Regions from separate parts of the Macaca mulatta genome. Here region 2 is linked to region 1. Evidence: chromatin contacts called from public Hi-C data. All regions are on one chromosome and are shown on one strand. The core of a region is the stretch at or near the end of the contact, and the rest is flanking DNA. Distances in the headings are between cores, read along the strand shown. Region 1 holds the start of MSL2 (MSL complex subunit 2). Region 2 holds the start of STAG1 (STAG1 cohesin complex component).

Evidence for each region. A called contact is a pair of places that touch in the nucleus more often than the background predicts.
Region 2: a contact with region 1 is called in a Hi-C map of fetal cortex germinal zone, with 5 times the contacts expected there. The contact joins the promoter of STAG1 here to the promoter of MSL2 in region 1. A contact is called at or near these places in 3 of 14 Hi-C or Micro-C datasets (blood, fetal cortex germinal zone and liver).

The regions. Positions count from the first base shown.
Region 1 is chr2:39,198,513-39,204,494 of T2T-MMU8v2.0, forward strand. MSL2 (MSL complex subunit 2) reads right to left here and starts at 3,298. Exons shown (of 2, transcript NM_001266958.1): 1 at 2,896-3,298. The coding sequence starts at 3,037.
Region 2 is chr2:39,751,095-39,757,076 of T2T-MMU8v2.0, forward strand. It overlaps STAG1 (STAG1 cohesin complex component), which reads right to left and starts at 2,624. Exons shown (of 34, transcript XM_077991520.1): 1 at 2,441-2,624.

The DNA.
Region 1 (5,982 bases), core at 2,048-4,547:
AAATCAAACTGATATAAAAACTGCACTGAAAGGAGTTATAAGTACCTTACGACTGGAACAAGAGAACAAAGATAACTTTTTAATTTTTTGAGCCAGAGTTTCACTCTGTCGCCCAGCCTGGAGTGCAGTGGCACAATCTCCGCTCACTGCAACCTCCGCCTCCCAGGTTCAAGCAATGTCTGGCAATGGGCCTCAGCCTCCCAAGTAACTGGGATTACAGGCACCCGCCACCACACACAGCTAATTTTTGTATTTTTAGTAGAGATGGGGTTTCACTATGTTGGCCAGGCTGGTCTCCAACTCCTGACCTCAAGTGATCCGCCCACCTTGGCCTCCCAAAGTGCTGGGATTACAGGCACCTGACCAGAGGAAACTTTTCGCTGCAGTGAGCAAGGAAGACTTCACCAAGGAGGCAGGGAGTTGAGTTAGGCCTTTAGAAAAAAAGGAGTGTATTAGGCAGAAGAAACTTAAGAAAACAAAGATTTTTAAAAAAAGAAAAAAAAGAGGAAGATATAAAGCATGTCTGAAAGGGCAAAAACATCAATCCAGTTAAAACAAAAATTATGTAAAACCACAGTTGAATGAAAGAATGAAAAGGTAGTAGCGGGTCAAATCTACAGGACGTGTTGAAACAAATTCCCTAATTAAGCATTACGACAGAATTAAACTTCATTTTTACATGTGTATTATTTTCGTGAAATAAGACTGCATGCACATTCACATATTAATTTGAATGCACGTATGCTTTTCATCTAAGGAAAAAAAGTCTAGTACGCACCTGGTACAAAGATATGTAAATGCTGGAGCTAAATTCAAATAACTGATTTTTTTTTTTTCTATCTCTTGATAACCACAGACTTATGTCCAAAGAGATGGGAGGAAAAAAACCTGAACCTACATCCCTATTACTGAAACCATGCCAGCTACTCAATTATAAGGGAGAAGCAGAACTCACAGATCTTCCACAGGATGATGTGAAATAAGAAAGCCCTGTCAGAAAAATTCCCCTTAGGATGATGTGAAATAAGAAAGCCCTGTCAGAAAAATTCCCCTTGTGTTGCCAAGACTGACAAAAAATAAAAACAAAAAAGGCTACAGTTGGACTTTTAAATGTAGTTTTATCTTTAATGCCATTATTTAAAGTCCAGGTTAGAACCTGGGAAAATGTTCAATGAGACCACCACTACCAACCGAAAGCTATTAATAAGAACTTAAAACCTCTGAGGTTCTTAATAGTTTTAGGATAGTGGTGGTCTACACAACTCAAAACTACCGTTTCCCTCTTAAATTAGAGAGCTAAGTCTCACCCATCTAGTAAACAGGTGACCTACCAGATTCTGCAAATGTTAACTGATAATGACATCACTCTCAAATGCTGTTTCAGCAGGACAGAGTGGGCCCTCCCTCTTTCCCCTACCTCACCAAAGTAGCACCCTACGGCCGTCACCAAAGGAAAAGAAAAAAAAAAGTGTATGGAGAAGGAAGTTATGGCAGCTCCGTTTCCTCAGTCCTCAAACTATCAAAATATGTGAGGACACAAAAAAAAGCACTCCAAAAAAGCCGGAGTAGACTGAGAGGTTACCATGAAATCAAGCAAATTTTTTATACACCTACATTTGCAAAACTTAAGCTGAAAGGAAACTCAATCTAGCCGAAAATTCTCATTTTACACATCAAGAAACTGAGGCCCAGGGCAGTTAGGTGATTTGCCCGGGGCGACTATTCCTCTATATAGGTGTTAAGTGTCTGTTACCAGTCAGAGCAGCACTTAATGACTTACTCAGTTACTTAAATGTTTATGACAGTAAGTACCTGTCTTGCAAAAAACACCACCACCTCTTCTGCACCCATTCAGTGTCTTGCTTCAGGATCCATATAGAAAACGCTGGATAAACCTCAAATGAATATTATTTCTCCCTTCAGCCACAACTGTCCCAAATTACTGTTCTTCCTTTATCTAATTTTAAAGAAAGCGGAAGCCTTAACGTGCCTGAATTTCCCAGGTTCTAACTAAACAAGTGGATCACCAAAACTTCAAAACTTCGGATAGACTATTAAGTAGAGCTTTACTTTACTGCTTTGCCAGTTGCCCTTTCCTTTGTATTAACGTCTCAGTCCAGGTTTTTCGAAAAGCAAGTAATTATTATACCTGCACAGTTAACACTCAAATTATCACTTTTGAGATATTTTCCTTAGACAATTTAGCATATGTCTTCTATCTTAAAAATAATTAAAAAGTATCCTACCTACCACGAGTTAATATTTTTTGAACAAACACATCTAAAATAACCCTCGACGAAGCCAAAGTATGTTAAACCACAAAATGAAAACGTGGTAAGTAAAAATCCCACCAGTTAAAAAGCACTTCGAGTACCACCAGCCTTCCCCGGCTTGCTGTTAACCGTCAAACCGTCAAAGCATTTGGGGATGAACCCGGGGGAAAGTTCCGCGCCGGGTTCTCCAGCTGTGGGTTCATCAGCTTAGCCCACCACTCCCACGTAACACCAGCTTGGGGAAATGCAAACACGCCACATGTGCATGTCTTCGTCATGTTTACCCACTTTTAACCGCTGTAGGTACGAAATCAGCTCCCGCGGCAAAGTATTGTGCATGCATGTTACCCCCACTTAAACCACTACCACCAGATGAACCGAGGCGAATTAAACCATTTTGAACGTTAACGCCACTGCACAAAGCGGTCTGAAAGGGTTCTCTGCCTTTCTGAAATGCCGGGCAAAAGTCCCTCGGCGAGTTTCAAAACTAATGACCGCACAGCGCGACACAAATAACAAAAGCTTAATACCAACCACCAGGCCGTCGACCCGCTCACGTTACCACTGCCCAGAAGGCTTTTTAAAAACAAGCATTGAAAGGGAACAATAAAAAGCATCTCACCGCAAACACAGCACGAAAGGGACTGTCGGAAGTAAGGCAAGAGCCTGTTAATCTCAGTAAACGCCTTGGGGTCTCCGGGGTCGTAGTTGAGCACTAGGCGGCTCGCGGAAATGTAGAGAGCAGTAGCATTCACGGGGTTCATTGCAGACACTTCGACACCAATGGCTCCCGGTTGAAAAGAAATTCCGGATCCAACTTTGTAAGCAGCCAGGGAACGATGGCGAATTTGCAACAATTCGGAAGAAATCAGAGCCGAACCATTGGCCAAACAAGTAACCAGAATCCGTGCAAGTTTGTGGAGCTGAAGCAATCCTCCCACACATGGGGCCTTGGCGCCCCTCCGTCCCTGAGACTTCCAAAAATATAAGAGAGAGAGAGAGAAACCAGCGTTCGAGTTCGTCCGGAGCGACCACAGAGCGCAGAACGCGGCGGCTTGGGCGCTCGGGGCGGGACTCGGCGCTCAGTCTAGCCCCGCGGCTCGGCGGGCGGCCTGCACTCGAGCTCCATCTCCGGACACGGAGGCGCCTCCTCAGGTCGAGCTGGCGGGCGCGGGAGCAGGCCCCGGCCCCGTCTGAGGCGCGACACGCTTCTCCCGGGCTGCAGAGCCTCTTACTCCATCCCAGTGCAGGGCGCGGAGGCGGCGGCGAAGGCAAGGACGACGGTCGGGCGGCGGCTTCCCGGATCTAGTGCAAGACACCGCGGCGGCGACGAAGGTTGCTGTTGCGGCTGGCGGACGCCGTCGCCGCACTCTCCATATCGGACGCGGGGCCCAGACTGCGCCCTGGCTCTCCGCCCCGTAGGCTGCAGCCCGCAGTTCCCCGAGGTGGCGAGGCGGGCGAGAGTCCTCAACCCGGAGGGGAGGGCCGGGGAGGAAGTGCGCGGGCCGCCGCCGGCGGGCGGGAGGGGGCGGGGAGCAGGCCCGACCGGGCCGCGGCGGCGCCCCTCGCTCCTCAGTCGCACACTCCGGGGTCACCACACGCAAGCGCCGCCCCCTCACTGCCCGGCCATCTTTTCGGCGCCGCACACACAGACGACTCCTCGACCGAGCACGACGGCCGCCGCCGCCCTCAGCGCCTTCCCGGCCGCGGGAGGCAAGCGCTCACACCGCCAGGCCCCGCCGCCGCCGCCCAGCGCACACAGCAAGGCCTCGCCGCCCTCACCCCGACTCCACGCGCCACCCCAGCTCGGTAGGGCCCGGGCTGCTGCGGCCTTAATGGATCCCGCGGGCTGTGCGGCGCCTCAGGCCTCTGCTGGCGGCGACGACGACCGTTACCCCAACGGGCAAAGCCACTGTCATCCCCGAGACTCCCCCGCCGCCGTCGTCGCTAGCGCTCGCACGCATGCGCAGAGCACACTCTCACCCCTCCCCCCTTTCCTCCCTTCGCTTCCCTTTTCCCTTGCTTCTCCTCTAACAACCCCCTCCACAGCCTCCCAGAGCTACCGGCTCACTCCACGCATGCGCAAGCCGCTACCTAGCTCCGCCGCCTTTCGCCCTTACGCGTGCGCTTTGACCGCCCACCCAGAAAACCGGATAAACACATCAGCCCGCTCGCGCCAGTCCCTCACCGCTGCCAACCCACCCTGGGCTCACTGCGCATGCCTGGCTCTCCACTTCGGCTCTCAGAACGGAGCATGCTCTCTGCGAGCCGACAGCTCTCGCCGCCCCTCCCCCACGTGCTCTCAAATTCCCTCTCCCAGGCATGTGGGCTGTGGTGAAACATTCGTTAGCTGGCACATCCTTCCCCGGTGTGGGCTGCAGGCTTCCCGCATTACACTGCTTCTGTGCCCGCCAACGCCGGGGCCCGACTTGGTAGCGCCATGTGGCGCTCTGCACTGGCCTGAATGCGGCCTCTCGTCCTGACTGACCGCGGTGTGAGGAAATAGCCTCGCCAGGCCCCAAGCCCCGCCCTCGCGGCCTTTCTCCTGGAACGGCTCACCCCGACCGCGGAAAGGGCGCAGCCTGGGCCGGTTGGCTGGCTCTCGCCGAGCCGGAATGATTGCTGCAGTGAACGTGGCTGCGCGCCCAGCAGGCGTGCAGACGGCTTTTGCCGGGTCGGGGCCGCGGTCAGCGCCTCTCTGCGGTGGTTCGCCGTCGGAGGTCTCTAAGGCCCTGGCTGACTGTGTGTAAGCGTGGAGGCTCGAACCCACCCCCCGCGCGTACCCGTCGGACCCGGGCTGTTCCCACGGCCTCTGGTCCCTGGACTCGAGCGGCCTCGCCTTCATGGGCGCCGATCAGGACTTCACCGAGCTCTCACCGGAACAGAGTCGTGTTTTAAAAACAAAACGAACTCCCTTTTTTTGAAAGATTTAGCTTTTTCAAAAGACCTAGCTCTTCTATGTGAACAGATGTCTTGAAAAATGCTCTAGAACAAACCCAAATCCTTGCGAATATTTTGTTTTTTAAAACAAGCTTTTGCCTTTTGTTTTTGCAGGAGATCAAGGGCACTGGGATATAAATAAACAAAAGCCTAACTTAATGGATGACTTCCCTCCCTTCTCAAAGTACAAAACCTTTTTTGAGTAGCACAAATAGTAACAGGCCATAGGAAGCATTTCTTATCTCTATACACACCAAAGCTTCTCAGCACAATTTTTCATGCACAGTAGACACTCTACACGTTTGCAAAGTGAAAATTATGATGTGTGTAAATCTTTTGTGGCACATGTTACATATGTACACAGGCACGTATATGACACATGTAAATGTGGTACATGTTAGTTACAAGCTGCCACTTGAGGTGAGTAGAAATAGTTAAGGTATCAAGGGAACCCATACAATTTCGATTTATAATTTCTATTATCGTTTGAAGGCAGGTTTGTGTTTTTTTTTTACCAGACCTACCATATTACCAACACTTAAATATTAAGCAGTAAGAATCCAACTTCCTAATTTTGATTAGCTGTGCAAACTGTATTTGGTAGCCTTATACGTGGAAAATGACAAATACTCTAAAAGCCACTCTCATTTTTAAAAGCTCCTCTTTTTTTTATAAGAGATCTTTTCTAAGCTCTCCTTCAAATAAAACTGTTATATGGTTCTATTTTTACTCTAGATTCTAAGGGCTTCTCCCACAACACACAGGTTCT
Region 2 (5,982 bases), core at 1,374-3,873, 550 kb after region 1:
GAAACCCCTCTACTAAAAATACAAAAATTAGCTGGGCATGGTGGCACGCACCTATAGTCCCAGCTACTTGGGAGGCTGAGGCAGGAGAATCGCTTGAACCTGGGAGGCGGAGGTTGCAGTGAGCCGAGATTGCGCCACTGCACTCCAGCCTGGGGACAGAATGAGACTCCATCTCAAATAGATCCAAAACAAAAACAAAAAAACTAATACACCCCTCCTCAATAAGGATATAAAGATACAGAACAAAACAACAAAAGGGGAAACAAGAATCTATCTTTCCCAGAGTACATTATTTCCTCTCACAGCACTGAGATTATGAACATATATAAAGTCAGAATCAAGGAAAAAAATATTAAAACTGTATAAAATTCTGTAAATTTTAAGTTATAGCAATTAAATGTGTTTTTCACAGACATCTTGTTACACAACCACCATAAGATACTATCCCCATTTTATTTTTTTCTAAAGAGATGGGGTCTTGTATGTTGCCCAGGCAGGCCTCAAACTCCTGGGTTTAAGGGTTCCTCCTGCCTCACTACAGAGTAGCTGGAACTACATACAGGAGTGCACCACCAGGCCCGGCTCCCCATTTTTAGACATAAAGAAAGTTAGGTTCAAAGGGGTAACATCCTTAACATCACAAACCCAGGGGATGTTCAAAGTAACTTCGGTCCAGGACCCACTCCTTCCCTACACCATAGTGCCCTTAAGGCTTTGAAAGAATCAAATCTAGCCATTTTATTAGTCTCTTCAAAGGAGGCAATCCTAATAACACAACAAACTTCCATATTTTGCATCTATTTAAATATTCCTTAACTTTATCAGAACATCGAAACTGAAATGGATACAGAAAAATTTCCACTCAAAAGTAGTTCGTTTGTGAAAATGACCACTGGTAGATCACTTGAATTAATTTAGTTTACTCCAAGTACATTTTAAATATGTAAAGGAAAAAAACGTGGCAAAACACCTGTAGATCTTCTACAACTTTATTTAGGCAACAATTTGTCTTATAAGTATTCTTAATCATCAAAAGCAAGGAAATAACATTTCTGCTTCTTTCCATTCCATATTTCCCTGCTTGGTTAAAATGTTTTAGTCTGAATTCTTCATACATTATGAATATAACAACAAGGTACATTATATCACCCTACAATAAACAAGTTATTTTTATTTTCACTGTTCTGTATATTTCCGTAAATGCTCCACCATCAGAACGTGCAATTTTCTTAAAGCACAAGGAAAACTAAAATGTAGAGTCACATTCAAATTCCACATAAGTTACAAATCACACAACTCTGTGCCAATTCAGATATTTCCCGTGTATTTTTGCAAAGATGCAAAATAGTCTTTCTAGTCAGAACCACGAGAAAAAAACTCTATCCATCTTAACACCAACTTTAACAGCAAATAATTTTTTTTTAATCATAAATTGCATTGCTTTTTGTAAGTGTACGAAACCATCCCATGACTTATACGCCCGGAGCACGATTCCCTGCAATGTGAAGAGAATCGATAACATTTCAAATATGGGTAGATGGGGGTGATGTGACAATCCTAAAACCTGAAAATTTCTTAGTACCCATACCACACAAGAAGCACCCAGTTCGGACCCTGCAAACGAGGCTCAGGTCCAACTCTAAGCACTCTAGTTTCCCACCCCGCCCCCACCTCGAGAAAGGAGGGAAAACAACTTTTATTGGCCTCGTCTCTCAGGGGACTGGCAAACTAGCGGGGTAGTGCTTGGGCCTGGACACGTTTCACAAGGAGGCCCCCGTCGGGGGCTGAGAGGGCAGATAGCTGGAAAGCCCAGCATGGACACCCCATCTCCCCCAGCCAACACCCCCCTGCCCCACCCCGCCAACAAGAAGCCTGGGCCAGCCGACCCGCCGAGCGACCCCCAGGCCCCTCCGCTGAGACGAACTCGTTGTCATGTGACGCCGCCGCCGCTAAAACACCGCAGAAACGCAGGTCGGCGGGCGGCGGAAGGCATTCGCGCCAGCCCGCCTCGGCCCGGCCCCGCTGGGCGCGGGCGAGTCCCGAGAGCCCGGGCGAGGGGGGGGCGGAGGGCGGGCTTGGCGGCGGGCCCAAGCGCGCCACAAAGGCTTCCGCGCCTGTCGCCGTAGTGCCCGGGCGGGCGGGGGCAAAATTTTCGGTGCCCGCGGAAGGGGTAGCAAGCGACGAAGACGCCGGGGTGCCCGCCGCGCCCACAGACGCCTCTCCGGGCACTCGGACGGCCCACGACCGCCGCACCCCGCACAGGCCCGCGCGGCCTCCCTCCCCCGCACGGGGCCCGCGCCCAGCCCGCCCGCTCCCCGCTCGCGCTCTCTCGCTCTCGCCCGGCCTCCATCTTGGATCGGCGCTTCCAGCCCCCGCGCCGCTGCCGCCGCATTCCCCCTCTTTCCCGCCCCCCGCCGCCGTCGCCGCCGCCCGCACTCACCTCAGCTGCCCATCCGGGCGCCGCCGGCCGTCGACCTAGTTTCCCCCCAAAAGTCTCCGGTGTGTTATTCCCGATGTGGGGGGGTTGTTACGGGGTGGTCGCCGGGGGTTCGGGAGCGGGGGCCGCGCCTTCAACGGAGCTGCAATCCTAACCCGCCATCTGGTGGCATTTTCCACACGCCAATGGCGCCGCTGCAGACTTGGGTCCGGACCGCCCTCTGCTGGCCGCAGTGCTCACTGCCTTGCTGACGGGACGGGCCTGCCCGGAAAGGGGAGGGAGCTGAGGCGCGAGCTAGGGGCCGCGGCAGGAGCGCGCGCAAACGCTTTCCTGTGGGGATTGCGCGCACGCGCACCAGCGGGGCGGGAAACGTGGCCGCTGCGTGGCGGCCCCGCCCCCATACGGAGCGGTCGCGCAGTTCAGCCAATCGCGAGCGGCGTAGGCTTCTGGATAAGGGCGCTGTGGACTGTTCTTGGGCCGCCCGAGGCGGGCGGAAGAACGGCCACGGTGGCGCCTGCGCGTCCGGCTCTCCGAGTTGCCGCCCGCCATTTTTGGAGCTTCTTGGAGACCTAGGCAGGAACCCACCCCGGGTTCCTTCACCGAGGCTCCTCCCTAGGTCTCAGGGCCGGCGCTTTCCTCTGTCCCCGCCCGGCTCCTGCTGCCCCCACCCACAGCTCTCGAGACGCCCTGCGGAAACCCGAGGGTGAGGCAGCTCAGATCTCTGCTCCCACTTGGATTTAACAAGGGCCTCAGAGCTTAGCATTATATTTGCGATTTACAGTTGACAAGCGCTTTCACCAGGCGAGGGTGAAAAGGTTTCAAAGGAACTGTTGGGGACTTCCCTCGCCATTAATCTAGACGAAACACTGCCCGCCCCAGGCCGATTGGCGTCATCCTGCCTCTGTAAAGCACATCCTCTCCGTGGTGCTGGCTTTGCATAAGGCGGCAGCATTGGCTAGTTTGTGAGAAGAGAATATAACTAGACTGAGAAAATAGACTCAGCTGTGAAATTGGATTTCTCCTTCCGCAACCTAGGACTACTTTCAGTAGCTCTGAGATAAACATGAGAATCTTAGCCTTCTAGATGCCAAAAGAGAAATAATCACTAAGGTGAAATAATTAACTATGTTGAACGTCACCTCTTCCCTGATCTCCACCTGCCCCTCTATGGTTATGGATCCCTACCTTTCACCTGCTTACAACTTTTTACCACAAAAGTGAATCCTTACTCTACTGGATCATTAGCCCCATATCTGACTAACTGCTCTATCGCTATAGCCAACTCTATCTCAGTATAGAATCACTCAACTACTTTATAGTCTTCAGGGCCTATCTCCAATAGGTTACCCCTATTTGCGGTTTCTCTCTCAAGGGTTTGCAAGATGTGTGGCTTTTCACTGCAGGAAGTCATAACTGTCCAGATTGGATATGAATTCGTGACTGGACTCCTCCTTATAATTTTCTTGGGTTTTTTTCTAATCTCTGGCTGATTTCCTATCCTATTTTCCACAAAGACTGTTTCAAGCTTTCCATGTTATTAAAGATGCCAGTCCCAGCCCATACTAATAGATAAATTCATCTAGTTTCCTGGGCTCAAAGCTATGGGACTCCAATTCCGATTTGACATTCCCTCCATAATAAAATATCTGTGACCACCTCCTGTTCGTGATCTCAAAATGTCTTACCAAATTAACCCAGAACCCTTTTCCTTCTCTCCAAAGCCACCCCCTCTGCCTGAAACTATGCCATCCCTTCCCACCTCCTCCTTCAACCACTACTTTCCTAGCGCCTTATATCGTAAGTATCTTCGTATCCACTGTCTTCTTCCTTTCTGTTTCTCAGAAGTTTCTGTTGTCTTGGCAGGGTGCGGTGGCTCACGCCTGTAATCCCAGCACTTTGTGAGGCCGAGGCGGGCAGATAACATGAGGTCAGGAGTTTGAGACCACCCTGGCCAACATGGTGAAACCCTGTCTCTACTAAAAATACAAAAATTAGCCAGGCGTGGTGGTGTGCTCCTGTAATGCCAGCTACTCGGGAGGCTGAGGCAGGAGAATCTCTCGAACCCGGGAGGTGGAGGTTGCAGTGAGCCGAGATCACACCACTGCACTCCAGCCTGGGCGACAAGAGTGAGACTCCGTATCAAAAAAAAAAAAAATTTTTTTTTTTTTTTAAATTCAGTGATGTTACTCCCTTCGGTTGCTATACTATCAGCCTTCCTTTCATTGACACATTTCTCAAAAGAAACAGTTACGGTTTTCACCAATCCCCATCCCCTACTTGAAACGCTTTTTCCCTTTCTTTTAAGACACTTCCCTGGATCTACACCTACCTAGTTTGCTGGTCTTCTGATTTCTTTGCTAGCACCTCCTCTTTCCTCAATCTGTTCTCTACTACATGCCTTCGCTTAGGTCTCCCAAAATTAGTCTGTTCTTGATTTTTCCTAAACTGAGATTCCTCGTGTTCAGCTACTTGCCAGAAAGCTGCAGCTCAAAACACTTAAAATAATTCATCTCTCTTATTTGAATTTCCTAATTTATCCTAACATTGTAATTTCAGCATAGTATAGTGATTAAGAACACGAACTGTGAAACCAGACTGCTCTGGAAAGCTTTGTAACCTTAGGCAAATCTCTTTCTGTCTCAGTTTCCTCAGCTGCAAAATGGAAATAACAACAATACCAATCTCATAGGGTTGTTATGAGTATTAAACTATTTAATATTTATATATTATAGAAATGCCATCAGCATTATTACATTTATTGTTTTTAATCTTACTAAGAACTTTGAGCATTTTTTTTAAGTCCGAGGGCATGGGTAATCAACTTTCTAAGTTTATACAAATCTAAAATTGTATTTTGCCCTCACACTTAATAATTGAGCTGGTGTTTATAAATAATTACATAGCGCCCTAGGCTCTAAATTGTAGGGCCAGATTTGATTCTTTTCTTTCAAAAAAGCCTAAGTCCCATCATACCTCATTCATATGGCTTGCTTTTTCTTCTACTGCTGCCATCCTTATTCAGACCCCTCTCCCCTCCCATTGCCTTACACCAAAACTATTGTAATAGCCTTCTGAACACCTCTCCCTTCATTCACCTCCCTTGTGTTCATTTGTGTTTGTTTGTTTTTTGTTTGTTTTTGTTTTTGTTTTGAGACGGAGTCTTGCTCTGTCGCCCAGGCTGGAGTGCAGTGGTGCAGTCATAGCTCACTGCAGCCTCTAATTCTTGAACTCAAGTGATTCTCACACCTCAGCCTCTCTAGGTCTAGAGGTAGATGCCATTGACCCACCTTCCCTCTACTGCCCACTCCTGCTTCACTTCCCTTTTAAAAATGCAACATTGTATACCTACACAAAAGCGTTCTGTGATTCCTATGGCTTAAAAGATATCATCTAAAATAGTTAATGACATCCAAGGCATGCCTTGATTTTTTTTTTTTCTCTATTTCGTTACAAATTATTCGCACTAGTTGACCTGTCTGATTAATCATAAATGTAAGTGAAAGGCAGATTTATTCATCCTTTACCTATCTGGTAAGATAAAGTAA